4 separate regions of the Sus scrofa genome follow, and regions 1, 3 and 4 are each linked to region 2. Evidence: chromatin contacts called from public Hi-C data. All regions are on one chromosome and are shown on one strand. The core of a region is the stretch at or near the end of the contact, and the rest is flanking DNA. Distances in the headings are between cores, read along the strand shown. Region 1 has its middle 260 kb from the start of CD180. Region 2 has its middle 330 kb from the start of PIK3R1. Region 3 has its middle 57 kb from the start of CD180. Region 4 overlaps PIK3R1 (phosphatidylinositol 3-kinase regulatory subunit alpha).

Evidence for each region. Hi-C and Micro-C count contacts between places; a contact is called where the count stands out from the background.
Region 1: a Hi-C map of liver shows a contact between it and region 2, with 6 times the contacts expected there. The contact joins two enhancer-like sites. A contact is called at or near these places in 2 of 47 Hi-C or Micro-C datasets (liver and skeletal muscle).
Region 3: a Hi-C map of liver shows a contact between it and region 2, with 6 times the contacts expected there. The contact joins two enhancer-like sites. A contact is called at or near these places in 1 of 47 Hi-C or Micro-C datasets (liver) and 1 of 2 datasets of contacts at active chromatin or transcription factors (skeletal muscle).
Region 4: a contact with region 2 is called in a Hi-C map of liver, with 3 times the contacts expected there. The contact joins two enhancer-like sites. A contact is called at or near these places in 2 of 47 Hi-C or Micro-C datasets (embryonic fibroblasts and liver) and 2 of 2 datasets of contacts at active chromatin or transcription factors (alveolar macrophages and skeletal muscle).

The regions. Positions count from the first base shown.
Region 1 is chr16:45,843,150-45,846,556 of Sscrofa11.1, reverse strand. No RefSeq gene overlaps it. Among named protein-coding and RNA genes, the nearest start is that of CD180, 260 kb to the right of the region's middle. Within about 2 kb of position 1,481, at least 1 of the 83 cell types and tissues checked has an H3K27ac peak or open chromatin away from gene starts, as enhancers often do. A contact at or near this core is called in liver, where this site is marked.
Region 2 is chr16:46,106,231-46,109,531 of Sscrofa11.1, reverse strand. No RefSeq gene overlaps it. Among named protein-coding and RNA genes, the nearest start is that of PIK3R1, 330 kb to the left of the region's middle. Within about 2 kb of position 1,966, at least 7 of the 83 cell types and tissues checked have an H3K27ac peak or open chromatin away from gene starts, as enhancers often do. A contact at or near this core is called in liver, where this site is marked.
Region 3 is chr16:45,643,705-45,646,846 of Sscrofa11.1, reverse strand. No RefSeq gene overlaps it. Among named protein-coding and RNA genes, the nearest start is that of CD180, 57 kb to the right of the region's middle. Within about 2 kb of position 1,541, at least 44 of the 83 cell types and tissues checked have an H3K27ac peak or open chromatin away from gene starts, as enhancers often do. A contact at or near this core is called in liver, where this site is marked.
Region 4 is chr16:46,460,870-46,464,206 of Sscrofa11.1, reverse strand. The region is part of intron 2 of PIK3R1 (phosphatidylinositol 3-kinase regulatory subunit alpha); the gene reads right to left. Among named protein-coding and RNA genes, the nearest start is that of PIK3R1, 28 kb to the right of the region's middle. Within about 2 kb of position 1,291, at least 13 of the 83 cell types and tissues checked have an H3K27ac peak or open chromatin away from gene starts, as enhancers often do. A contact at or near this core is called in liver, where this site is marked.

The DNA of each region.
Region 1 (3,407 bases), core at 232-2,731, 260 kb after region 2:
TAAGTCTTTCCCCGGCTCCTGTCCCTAAAGCTCTTTTAACCACATTCAGTTTGGCGCTGCTCTACTGGAATCAGTTTTTGCTCAAATAAACTCTTAAAATTTTTAATATGCCTTAGTTTACCTTTGAACAAACTTTTGCAACTTAGATTCTCCTGACTAGGAGTTCATTAAGCCAAGGGATATACAGTGGCAAAGGCTGAAGGAATATTTTCTTCTTAATGTTCAATAGCTTTTATGTAAAGTTTTAAGGTCCACTTCTCTCAATCATATGGTAAGCATATTTTATTTTTTTTCAGAAATTGCTAGACTATTTTCCAAACTGGTTATTCCATTTTATAGTACCAGCAGCAATGAATGAGAATTCCAGAACTCCATATTCTCAGACATGTTTGTTACTCTCAGTTTGTTTTTATCTATTCTAATGACATACAGTGGTATCTTACTATAGTTTTAATTTACATTTTTCTGATGTCTAATGATAGTATCTTTTCATGTCTAAATGTCCATTTGTAGATCTGTTTTTGTGAAATGCCTTTAAATTTTTGCTAATTTTAATTGGTTCATTTAATTTACTATTACTGAATTATAAGAGTTATTTATATATTCTGGGTGCAAGTCCATCATTCAAAAGTTCCACATGGTTCTTTTTTTAATATATCCTTCATTCCTCTTCACATTATGCTTATGTTTTATTTTAAATTGTGGAATATTTAAAGGCTGTTTTAAAGTCTTTGTCTTCTAATGTCATCACCTCTATCATTGATGGGTCTATTTATCATGCCTGAATTTTCTCTTGATTACTGGTTACATATTTTTGCTTCTTTTGACCCCTCAAAGTTTGGAACTGGATGCTGCATTATTTATGCTATGTTGTTGTATATTTAAATGACGTCTTCATTGTAAAAATGTTTCCTTTCAACTTGTCAGGCAGTTAAATTGAAAGGATCCGCTTGACCGTTTAAGGTTTCTTCCTAGGCTTTGTTAGGGCAGGTCTAATCTGGCCATACTTACGATGTCTGACTTTTCAGGAATCTCTACCGAATGCCTTAGGTGTCCACTGAGTTCTCTTTCCTGGCAGGTTAAAACTAGAATGGCTTTCTGTTCATAATTGTCTGGCTTATTCTTTGGTCATTCTTTGCTCTCCTAGTGTTTCTTGCTGTACATATACACTTAAGTTTTCATTTGAAAACTCAAGAGTCACCCACCCCATACCTCTACTCCCTTGCAGTCTTGGAGCTCCTTCTCTGAGAAGCTTCCATTCTTCTGGTACTCTACTATTGTCTACCATGTCTAGCTGTCTCTGTTTGCACAAACTCTGATATCTGTCACCTGAGTTTGGTGAAGACACTGATGCTTCCCTTGAGTTCCCTCTCTCCGGGCCAGGATCCACTGAACACCTACATGCAGAAAGCTGTGTCAGTCTAGGGCTCACCTTGTTTGTTTCTCTTGCCTCATGGGATGCAATCCTGTCACTTGGCTGATGTCTGAAACCTGTTGGTTGGTATTTCATCCAAGTTCCTACTTGTTTACAGTGGAGGGGAAAGTCCATTACTAGTTACTCTGCCATGACCAAAAGCACACTAATCCTAAAAAAATATTTCTCTGTGTGGATGTGTAATGAGAGGATCAACGAGGAGACTGGAGCAGCTGTGGTGGTGTATGAAGGCAGTGTATATAAGAAAATAGAAAATTTTGTTTCTCAGGATTGCGTCTGGGTTTTTTGTGGTTACATATAAATTTTTGGATTGTTTGTTCTAGTTCTGTGAAAAATGTCATGGGTAATTTGATAGGGATTGCATTGAATCTGTAGATTACTTTGGGTAGTATGGCCATTTTTACAATATTAATTTTTCCAATCCAGGAGCATGGACTATCTTTCCATTTCTTTACTTCTTCTTTAATTTCCTTGATTAATGTTTTATAGTTCTTTAGGTCCTTTGCCTCCTTGGTCAGGTGTATTCCCAGGTATTTGATTTTTTGGGGTCCAATTTTAAAAGGTATTGTGTTTTTGTATTCCTTTTTTAAAGTTTCATTGTTAGTATACAAAAATGCGACTGATTTCTGGACGTTAATTTTATATCCTGCTACATTGCTGAATTTGTTAATCAGTTCAAGGAGTTTTTTGGGTTGAGTTTTTAGGGTCTTCTATATATAACATCACGTCATCTGCCTACAGTGACAGTTTTACCACTTCTCTTCCTATTTGGATGCCTTTATTTCTTTTGTTTGTCTGATTGCTGTGTCTAGTACTTCCAATACTATGTTGAATAACAGTGGTGAGAGTGGGCATACCTGTCTTGTTCCAGATTTTACTGGGAAAGCTTTCAGTTTTTCCCTATTGAGTATTATATTTGCTGTGGGTTTGTCATAAATTGCTTTGATTATGTTAAGGAATGTTCCATCTATACCCACTTTGGTGAGAATTTTTATCATGAGTGGATGCTGAACTTTGTCAAATGCTTTTTCTGCATCTATTAAGATGAAGCAAAAACCAAGCAGGAGGTTAACTCTCCCAGAATTCAGGCACTATTACAAAGCCACAGTCATCAAGACAGTGTGGTACTGGTACCAAAACAGACATACAGACCAATGGAACAGGATAGAGAACCCAGAAATAAACCCAGACACCTATGGTCAATTAATATTTGGCAAAGGAGGCAAGAACACAAAATGGGAAAAAGAAAGTCTATTCAGCAAGCATTGCTGGGAAACCTGGACAGCTGCATGCAAAGCAATGAAATGAGAACACACCCTCACACCATGCACCAAAATAAACTCAAAATGGCTGAAAGACCAAAATATAAGACAAGACACCATCAAACTCCTGGAAGAGAACAGAGGCAAAACATTCTCTGACATCAACCTTAGGAATGTTTTCTCAGGTCAGTCTCCCAAAGCAACAGAAATAAAAGCAAAAAGAAACCAATGGTACCTAATCAAATGGACACATTTTGCACAGCAAAGGAAACCAAAAAGAAAACAAAAAGACAACTTCCAGAATGGAAGAAAATACTTTCAAATGATGCAGGTGACAAGCACTTAATCTCTAAAATATACAAACAACTTAAACAACTCAACATCAAAAAAGCCAACAACCCAATTGAAAAATGGGCAAAAGACCTCAGTAGACATTTCTCCAAGGAAGATATGCAGATGGCCAACAAGCACTTAAAACAATGCTCAACATCCCTAATTAGAAGAGAAATGCAAATCAAAACTACCATGAGATACCACCTCACACCAGGCAAATGGCCACATTAGTAAGTCCACAGATAACAAGTGCTGGAGGGGGTGTGGAGACAAGGGAACCCTCCTGCACTGTTGGTGGGAATGTAAGGTGGTACAACCACTATGGAGAACAGTATGGAGGTACCTTAGAAATCTATACATAGGGAGTTCCCGTCATG
Region 2 (3,301 bases), core at 717-3,216:
TTAGAAGGATAGAAATGTCTGGAGCCCAGAGAAGCAGCTGAGGTTAAGTCCAGGTGAAATATAATAGGGAGCTAGAGTAGAGTGGTGGCTGTGGCCAAGGGGAGAAGAGGAGAGTCCCAGAACTGCTTTTCTGAAAGTGTGGTTAGACCTTGGTGCCTGGTCAGATGTGAGGCGGAGCAAAGCAAAGGGTCAAAGATGAGTCTATGCCTTTAATTTGGCTGCAGGGTCAAGAGTGGTTCCAGTGGGAAAATGGATTCAAGAGCAAGAACAGGTTTGGGGTTATGGTACTGTGTTCATATTTAGGTAAGTGGCTAGAAGTACCTGAAGTAATGCAGAAGTGCTATTCCAGAAAAAAAGTGTGTGTGTGAGAGAGAGACACACAGACTGGAACTCTAATGTCAATGTGACAACCCTATGCTCTTAGTCCTTTGTTATTGAAGTTGCTGTTTCCTGTGGGTATCGATGTGACAGAGAAGGGTGCTACATGCAGCAGGCAGGCCCTTCTGGTAATGCCACGTTCCGCTGATGCCCACAATCACGGTCAGTGCTAATGACACAAAGACACATCATTCTGGAGAGAGAATGTGTGGGAAGGGAATGAAGCTGTCACTAATGAACAGGCTAATGGAACTTGATGAGCAGTGAAAATCAATGAGGCAAAACTGCCTGCCTCAAAAAATAAATGAGGTAGGGATGACGAGTGCCAAACCACAGCTTATCTCAAGGCTGTGCTCCAGACTTTTTCACCCAGTGGGACAAAATTCACACCAATCACATATCATCTCTGGCATGGTCATGAGTTACGGCCATCAGTGCATTCAATTCTATAATATTAATAACAGCACTTCCATGCAGGGCCAGGTACAGAGCAAGACACTAAGCATGAAGTAAGGAAAAAGGTAGACCTTGTCCTGCCCTTCTGGGGTCAACCATTCCTATGCCAAAAATACATGTTAGCTTCTTTACCCATAGACACTGCATGTTTCCTCTTCATCTCATCAGAACTGCCACTCTCATAATCCTCCTTATCACATCATCATCACTATTAATATTATTTTATTACTCAATATGACCCCCAAATTATCTCTATACCTCTTCAGCTGCTTATAACTGCCTATATCTTGAAAGCTTATAATCGCAGTACCCACTTATGAAACTTTATCTGTTATTCAATCTGTTGTCCAGATAGCACAGACTGTGTCTGAGACACTTTCTACCATTTTCTGTAACACTGGAGTGCCCAAGACATCTGGAGCTCAAGCTGTCTTGAGCACAACTCTCAGACTCTCTATGGCCAGACTCCTGTAGGCTTTGAGTACCCCAAAGGGTGCTTGGATCGATAGGAATGAAAGTGTTAACAATCCAGATTTTCCATTCTGGTTTCCACCAAATGAAAAAGAAACATTTCATAGATAACCTGAAAACCTTCTGACCAGAGGTGGATCCTTTAGACATAGACCCTAAAGGATAATCAGTTAATGGAATCAACCTAGCTGACTCAAGTCTTAAATGGTGCCAGACAATGGAGTGTTCTGTATATTCCAAGCCATATATTCTGTTCCTGACTCTGCTTCCTTGGGAGTCAGTGCATTTATCTGGGTCTCTGCTTTCTCACTTGAAAAAATAGTCATATTCAGAGCAAATCATAATATTTCAGTGTTTGGACTTCTCCATAATTTACTCTCTAAGTTCTTTAAATAAAGAGGGCATGAATGAATGCCTAACATTTTCAGGAAGGCATTTCTCCATGCAAAGCTATATCCCACATCAGTGCTCTCATTAGCTTATTTGCATCTGAAGGCTGTAGGCAAGCCGCACAAGGCTACTGCTTCTTGTTCAACAGAAGCAGCCTATGAAAGTCTACCTCCTTCTCATGTTGCATTTGTTGTCCACTATCTATTGATTACTGTCCGCCTCCAGATTCAGGATCATTTACTAGGTAGTTAGCAATCTTATCTATTGACATTTGTGCCCCTGGTTTCAAGGCCACCACTTCTCTTGGCAACCGGCATTGGCACATGCCCAGACCTCTGGGTCCTGCCTGGATTTCTGACTCCATGTTTTGATTAAGCCATTGACTTAACGGTCCCTGGCTCCTGGTGACTTCTCATGCCTGTCCCAGATCTGGGAGACTGCCTCCATTCTCAGACACTTGGTTATCGCAGGTCCCATACCCTAACCTACCTTGACTTGTGTCTATGACTCATGAGTGCCTGCTGTGTAGATAGCATCACGCAGATACAATTATGTGAAATGGTGCTTGACTGGCTTGAAAGAGGTTGTTTACTCAGTTGGACACTGAAAAAGACTTCAATGATAATTACTAAAGCTGTATTCATTCTCGCTATTCTCTGCGTTCTCAAAATCCTGCCAGGAAAAAGGAAAGGAAAGGCAACTTGCTCTGCCTTTCTGTTTAAGGACTCACTCAAAGGAACTCGCTCTGGTTTAGACCTCTGCACAAAGTCTAGCAGCTGCTGCCTTTATCATATGAGGCAACTTGAGCTAAACAAAATGAATTGGAACTAAACATTGTAAGCAAGGGATATTATTTCTGTCATTTTTGGCTGCCACAAAATGTCGAGAAAATTACGAAGTAATAGCTACCACTGTGAAAGAGAATAAGAAATAAAATAAACTTTTTATGCCTCAGGAAAAGCTTTCCATTCCTTCTACTTTTATAGGCCAGCACAAGAGCTTTCTGTGGGTCTTGGCACCCGGCATCCCATAAACAATCATTTGCACACACTAGGAATCCAAATGTGTGCTGTTCCTGGGGTCTGTATCCTTCACCTTGACAGAAACAGAGAAGGAGTTTTAATAAGATTTATTTTATACACAGAAATTGCCTCTTTTGTCAGCAAGAAAGAAATCTAGTTAAATGGATAGTCTTATAAAAAGCAGCGTAAGCATTTTTAAAATTAAATCACACCTTATGAGACTCAACGTTTCTTCTTCTCCCACCTATCCCCAAATTCACCACACAAACTTGGTAGTGAACTTCCTTCTAGTTGCTCAAAGTACTGGCAGGAGCCCATAGAAAGGGAAAAGTTACCATCTAATAAAGCTCTTAAATGTACATTCAAATGCTGTAGAAAACTAAAAAAAAAAAAAAAAAAAAAAAAAAAAAAAAGAAAGAAAAGGCTTCAGGTGGTAGTGCCACATTTAACTTATCTTAAGGTTTTCTTACTTTGCTTCAGGATAGGGTCTGGACAGGGCATTGCTGGGGGTTGAGGGAAATAGGGGACAGGATCCTAGAGGTGACTGGAGCCAGGAAGTGACTACAGACTGGGAAAGAGACCAA
Region 3 (3,142 bases), core at 292-2,791, 460 kb after region 2:
CTGTGCTGCCTCCCAGGTGAGGCTGCAGGCCTGTGACACAGGACTCCTCACCTACAACCGTTTCTCTCAGACCCCTGAGCCCTTAGGCCCCCTCAACTCTCTACTCCCTTCCATAGGGAACCCTCTTTTCCTCCCAGATTTTGTCCCTTGGCTTCACGCCATGTCCCCCGGGATGGAGCAGGAGAGGGAGTTTAGGGTCCACTTGGACAAAGGACAGAATGAAAGTATTTATTTCCACAGTGATCAAATCAATTTCCCAGTGAGAGTGGGTGCCTCAGTAACAATCTTCTCTTCTGTTCTGCTAAAAGGATCTCTCTTTTCTCCCCCTTTGAGCTACATTAATGACAAGTCTTCTGTGAGTTCCCAGGTGGCACAATGGATTAAGGATTGGGCATTGTCACTGCTGAGGCAGGGATTCAATCCCTGGCCCTGGGAACTTCTGCATGCCACAGGCCTGGCCAAAAAATTAAATGAGAAGGACACAGCTTCTTCTCTCTTCTTAGCTTGGTGGGTGCCATCCCCAGGAGATGAAAAGAAGCAAGGAACTCATTCTGCACATAAATACTTTCAATTTTACAGCAGCCTGCCTTATTTCAAGAAACTGAATGTCCGTCCGTGGAAAAAGGTCAGCCCTAAGAGAAGACCTCACCTCTTCCTAAAAGGTACCGCATGTGAACTCTTCAGGGAGACCTGTGTTTTTATCTTTAGGGTCCTGCTCTATCCTCTGTACAGCCAAATCCTCCTCTTACAGCTTGTGGACTGGCACCAGCCCAATAGAGAAAACTCAGTTCTTTTCTCCCTTAGCAAGCCCAATATGCTTCTTTAATAATTCTAGTGGTGCTCTGGTCAACTGTCCTAAGAGCCAAGAACAGGCTTGGTAGGGAGCAGGGGTGATGGGCAGGACAGACAAGCTGGCATCTGTGGACCAGGGGGAGCTGTGCATTGATTCCTTAATGAATTTGTTTAAGGGGGGAGATGAAATATGGGGCAGAGTCTGAGAAGACCGAGGGGGAGAGCTGGGGAAAGAGAGCAGATGTTGTAAAAGATACTCTTTCATGTTTCCTGTGCACTAGAAATCTGCAGATGTATGTTGGCAGGGCTACAGTCAGAGAACAGAGGGAGGCTGGAGTTTACACATCTGGAAATCATTTGGCAGAGGGCAGAGTTCAAAAGCTTTCTGCTTCAGCCGCTCACAGACCCTCCTTGATGCGCGGGCCGTGGCTGAGTGAGGGGCCACCATCCAGAGTCCCTCTGGCCCCCCTCCGGGGAAGCCCGACCTAGGCTGGTGGGTCTGCCTCTGTATCAGGTCAGTCACATGGAAAAGTTGAAATGCTGATAAAAAGAGAGAAGGAGGCGGGGAAGGAGGGGAGCAAAGCAGAGAACGCACCATAACTGAGAGAAGCCTGGCTGGAAATCAAGAAACAAAATGTACTTGGACCCAATCCAGTGCATGAGTTAACTTGAGAGCAAAGAACACCATTCAATGGAGGAAAAAAAAAGGCCTTCTCTGCTGCATGGTAACACCCAGGGATCATACTCACACCACATTGACTTTTCTCAGAAATCCCTATACATTGTGCCTTCACTGATTTCAGGAATGCGAAAGGCCCTCCTGATCCTGAGGGAATTACTCCCTTTGGAAGGATTTATGGGGTTCTGCAAAGAGAAAGAGCAGGGTTTCTGAGGGCCCGGTCACCACGCTCTGACCCAAAGCCTCTGCAGCCACTGTGAGACGAGGTCGTCCCTCCCAGAAGCGGGCAAGGTCAGTGTGGGTGCTCAGCTCCCCTCAGAGGAGGAACACATCTTCGGGGTGAACTTGGGTCCCAGCTCCAAGTTCCTGCCATACTCAGCCGTGCAGACACAGTGGTTGCAGCTGCTGTCAGGCTGTGCTTCGGGCTTCATGTAGCCTGTGTAGGAGGTGAACTCACAGGGAGTGGTAATGAGTTAAAGACTCTGGAGCTCACCCAGGTGGGTTCATGAGGCCCAAGACCTCAGAAGAATCAGAGTCCACCTGGGGAGGGAACAGAACACATGAAAAGCTAAGTAAGAAATACAGCCAAGGAGTTCCCATTGTGGTGCAGCAGAAACGAATCTGACTAGGAACCATGAGGCTGCGGGTTCGATCCCTGGCCTTGCTCAGTGGGTTAAGGATCTGGCAATGCCATGAGCTGTGTTGTAGGTTGCAGACGTGGCTCGGATCCTGCGTTGCTGTGGCTGTGGTGGAGGCCGGCAGCTGTAGCTCCGATTAGACCCCTAGTCTGGGAGCCTCCATATGCCACAGGTACAGCCCTGAAAAGACAAAAGAAAAAAAAAAAAATACAGCCAAATTAATAAATGCCAAGTGTGAGGTAAAACATGTTCAGACAGATGTCCACCCCCCAAGCCTGTTTAACTTCCTGTCCCCTCTCCCTTGATGGATATCTCTGCCACCCCTGCAGTTACCCAGGCCAGAAATGTTCACATCTCCCCCTCAACATGTATCCAATTTTTTTTTGTCTTTTTTTTTTTTTTTGCTTTTTCTGGGGCTCCTCCCGTGGCATATGGAGGTTCCCAGGCTAGGGGTCTAATCAAAGCTGTAGCCACCAGCCTACACCAGACCAAAGCAACGCCAGATCCGAGCCACGTCTGCAACGTACACCACAGCTCACAGCAATGCTGGATCCTTAACCCACTGAGCGATGTCAGGGATTGAACCCACAGCCTCATGGTTCCTAGTCAGATTTGTTAACCATTGAGCCACGATGGGAACTCCAACATGTATCCAATTTGGCCACAGGTTCTGTTCATGTTTTGAATGTGTCCACCTACCAATCCCACCACCCTCAGCATCTCCAGCCTAATCAATGCAGCAACCCCTCCCTGCCACCGATCTTATCGCCTGAATCCAACCTCTCAATTTTCTTTCTGAAAAATAAATCTGAGGGTGACACTCCTCTAAATGGTTCAATGGTTCCCCACAGCTTTCAGGACAAAGGACAGAATCTGGCTTTTATCCACTTTCAGAACCTCATCTTCAGTGGAGAGTGGGTAAATGTTTAACCACCAGGCCCCCAGATACACAATGTGTCATCTTATAGGACACGTTCCCCCTCGAACAATGAACTTCTTCCAACTTACTGGCCACGCCCCATTTTCTCCCTCA
Region 4 (3,337 bases), core at 42-2,541, 360 kb before region 2:
AAAAAAAGTTTTCATAAGGACCACTGAGTGAGCATAATGTTCTAATTAAAAGAAATAAACCCTAAAGTCTGTAATTACGACCTGTTTAGGTGAGAAACTTTCAACACATGCTTCTCGCTATATCCCACTGAATGAAGAACAGAATTTTCATCCCTCAGTGCTGCACCCATGCAAATATGCCCACAATTGACTCTATGCCAATTCTTTTATCTTCTACCTAACTAGAAGAAAAAAAAAAATCAAGTCGAATTATTTCAATTTTAAAAGGTTTTTATGTATAAATAAAAGATCGCCAAGGCTCAGTGGTGAACAGAATTTGGGTCTGCTGTGGATAAGCCCCACTGCTGCTTATACACATCTGTCAAATCCACAGGAATGTAATCTTAGTAAAGATATAATTAATGCAGCCACAGAACACTCCAAATTAATGCTTTAATTTAAAGTACAGCTGTTTAATCTTCTCATTGTAAGAGACCAGAATACCTAATGCTCAATTCAAGAAGAGCAGGAAGTAAACAACAGTAAAGAGAGGAAACTGAAGTTACTCAATTGTCCATGAAGCTTAAGGAACCATTTTATGAAGTTTTAATTAAACAGTTTCTTGTCCTCTGGTTCATGCGGTTCAACGGCACACTCTTCAGAATCTGGATCCCCAAACTAACCTGCTTTTCCCCCTGAGCTGCCAAAGTTAATTGAGCACTTGCTAAAGCCCCAGTCTGGGAGCTAATCTTGATGTAGCTTCTTTTTGGCTGGCAAATCAAACTGTCTGTAAAGCAAAAGCAGGGCTGCCAACGCTGGGATCCCCGTGTTTACTACCACAGCTGGTTTATAGTCCCACTGAAGGAGAGAGCAGAACTTTCCATCTCTCAGTCCTGCACCCATGCGAATACACTCCTTTCAACTGCGCTTCCAGCTGATTCTATCTTCTACCTAACTAGAAGAAAAAGATCAAGTTGAATTATGTTAGTTTTAAAAGGTTTTCATGTAGAAATAAAAGATCACCAAGGCTCAATCGATAAAAGAAGTTTCTCCAGTGAACATTCTGGGGAAGAAAGAAAGATACAACTTTAGTACAAGTTCCTAATGGGGCCCCGGGCCACCTCCTTCCTGCACAGTGAACTGACATCAAGGACCTCTGTTGACAATCAGCTACAAATTATGGGACTGACTGACCAGGCTCCAGAGTAAAATGATTTATTCAGCTAAAACTATGGTAGAACAGAACTTTCTCCTTCCTAACCCCACCCTCTTGTAAGTTTCAGTGAAACTTCCCTTCAAAAATGTTCTAGGTTACGACCTCCATGGATGGTTCCTCCCAGAGCTGAATTTTCTCTGAGGAACATCCTCTCATCCAGTTGAGTTCATAAGAAGGGACATTTTTTTTTTTTTTTAAAAAAACAGGAAACAGAACATCCAAACCTTTTTCGAAGTTTTACGTGTCTACTCAGAGCAGAGGAACAAATCTTTTCTTAATCAAAATTAGCCTTTAACAATTAAGAGGCCTAGCAGGTTTACCAGCCCATCAGAGAAGTTCAAAAATAACAATTTTTCTAATACCAAGAACAGAAATACAAGTTATGTTTTACATAACACAGAGGCAAAGGGCTCAAAAATGGGCTTTCCTCTTTCATCATGGCCTTTTGTAAATATTGCAACAGTGGACCAGTGGGAATTCTGACAGGAAAAAAGTCCCATCAGAGACTGGCTTTTTGTTTAAAAAAAAAAAAAAAAAAAGTCTTGCTTATGCAGAAAATTCTTGCTTTTTTCCATTATGTGGTATCTGGGGGAGGGTGGGAAGAGGAAGGCTTCTTTCTATATCTGTAGAGCACTGTAATTTAAAATGAGTCATGTAAAACATAAATGAAAATGTTAACCTCTGAGACAGGGGTCAGCAAATCTTTTTCCCTCTTGGATCCAGTTTTCTCTGGAAAGCTTACAAAACCCAAACCAGGGGCTTTCCCTATAAATACATTCCTACTTACCCAGAAAATGAAGGTAAAGTCTGAAAGAAGACAAGTTCAAGAAAGAGGCCTTGAGAATGTGAGACAGCCTGGGTATAGCTCAGCTTCGGGCTATCTGGTCAACCCAGCATACGTCTCGTTTCGCAGGAGTGAATTTTCCCCAATCACAGCTACATAGGATACCTTAATTCCTCCAAGAGGGGTGGATTTTTTTGCCCTACGGTTAAGCCATATTGCAGTAGTTGACCCTGGGAAAGTACTTGAGAGCCTGGCTACCCTTGGAAGACCTCTCTTTCTGAGCCCCCAGCTGTGGCTCACTGGAAGTAATGCTCCAAATAAAATCATTAAATCCATCTTGACGACTTAATGAAACCACTAGCGCCTTGGACTTCTCCTCTGGCTTTCTACATCACGCCTGACACAAACCAAAGTTTGACTGCTATGGAAGACTCAACCAGAGGCCACAAGGAAAAGTTCAGATCCCTGATCCATGTTCTAGCTTCAGCTGCTAGTCACAGCTGCTCTCTGAGTGAAAATTAAGCTTTTATTTACCTAATCCATACATTCTTCCAGACCGGAATTGCTATCAAAGATTCCAACTCTAGGTTCAAACACTGACACTGCTCTGACACCACAGTACTTTTCTGTGAATGGAATGAGATCATCTATGATACTTCATGTTATTCTCTCTCTATTGCAAGAAAACTGCTAGAGAAGTTGAAAATTTCATACAAATTATATAAGACTCTGGCTTGATGTGCACCTGATCTTAACAGAAACAAAGCAATGGCCAATCAAGCATTTTTAATACCTGTATCTTTAAGATTTTGAAATTGGAGGCTAAATGGATAAGGAGACAAAGATTACAGAGATGTGAGACTATTTAAAAGTCTACAACTTATGGGCCACTACTGCCTAATATGTAATATTTGTTTTCAGAACCTGTGGTTGCTTTAATATGGCATGACTTCTGGAGAACTTATTCCTACTAGAAGATCCCCCCGCCCCCCACTCTGAGGATGGTACAGTGTCGTGTTAGAAAGCACATGTCCTCAAGTCACAAAGTCTGCGTACAAGTCTCAGCTGTCCCTGGGCATGTTTCTTTTTCTCTCGAAGCTCAACCTGTAAATGGCACCAAGTGAGATAATGGAAGTACACACAGAGCAAGGGCTCATGCATGTGAGCAAACCTATCAGCAAAGAATAAACTTCAAATTTTTCATATCAGAGGTGAAGCACTGCATCTGACACATATTTAAGAAAACAAAAAGGCGGCATTCAGATGCAATGAACTGAAAACTAATATTTCCAAAATTGCAAACACAGCCTTTTTTTTAGCAAATCAAAAATTCATGCAATTGTTTAGCTACATGCCCA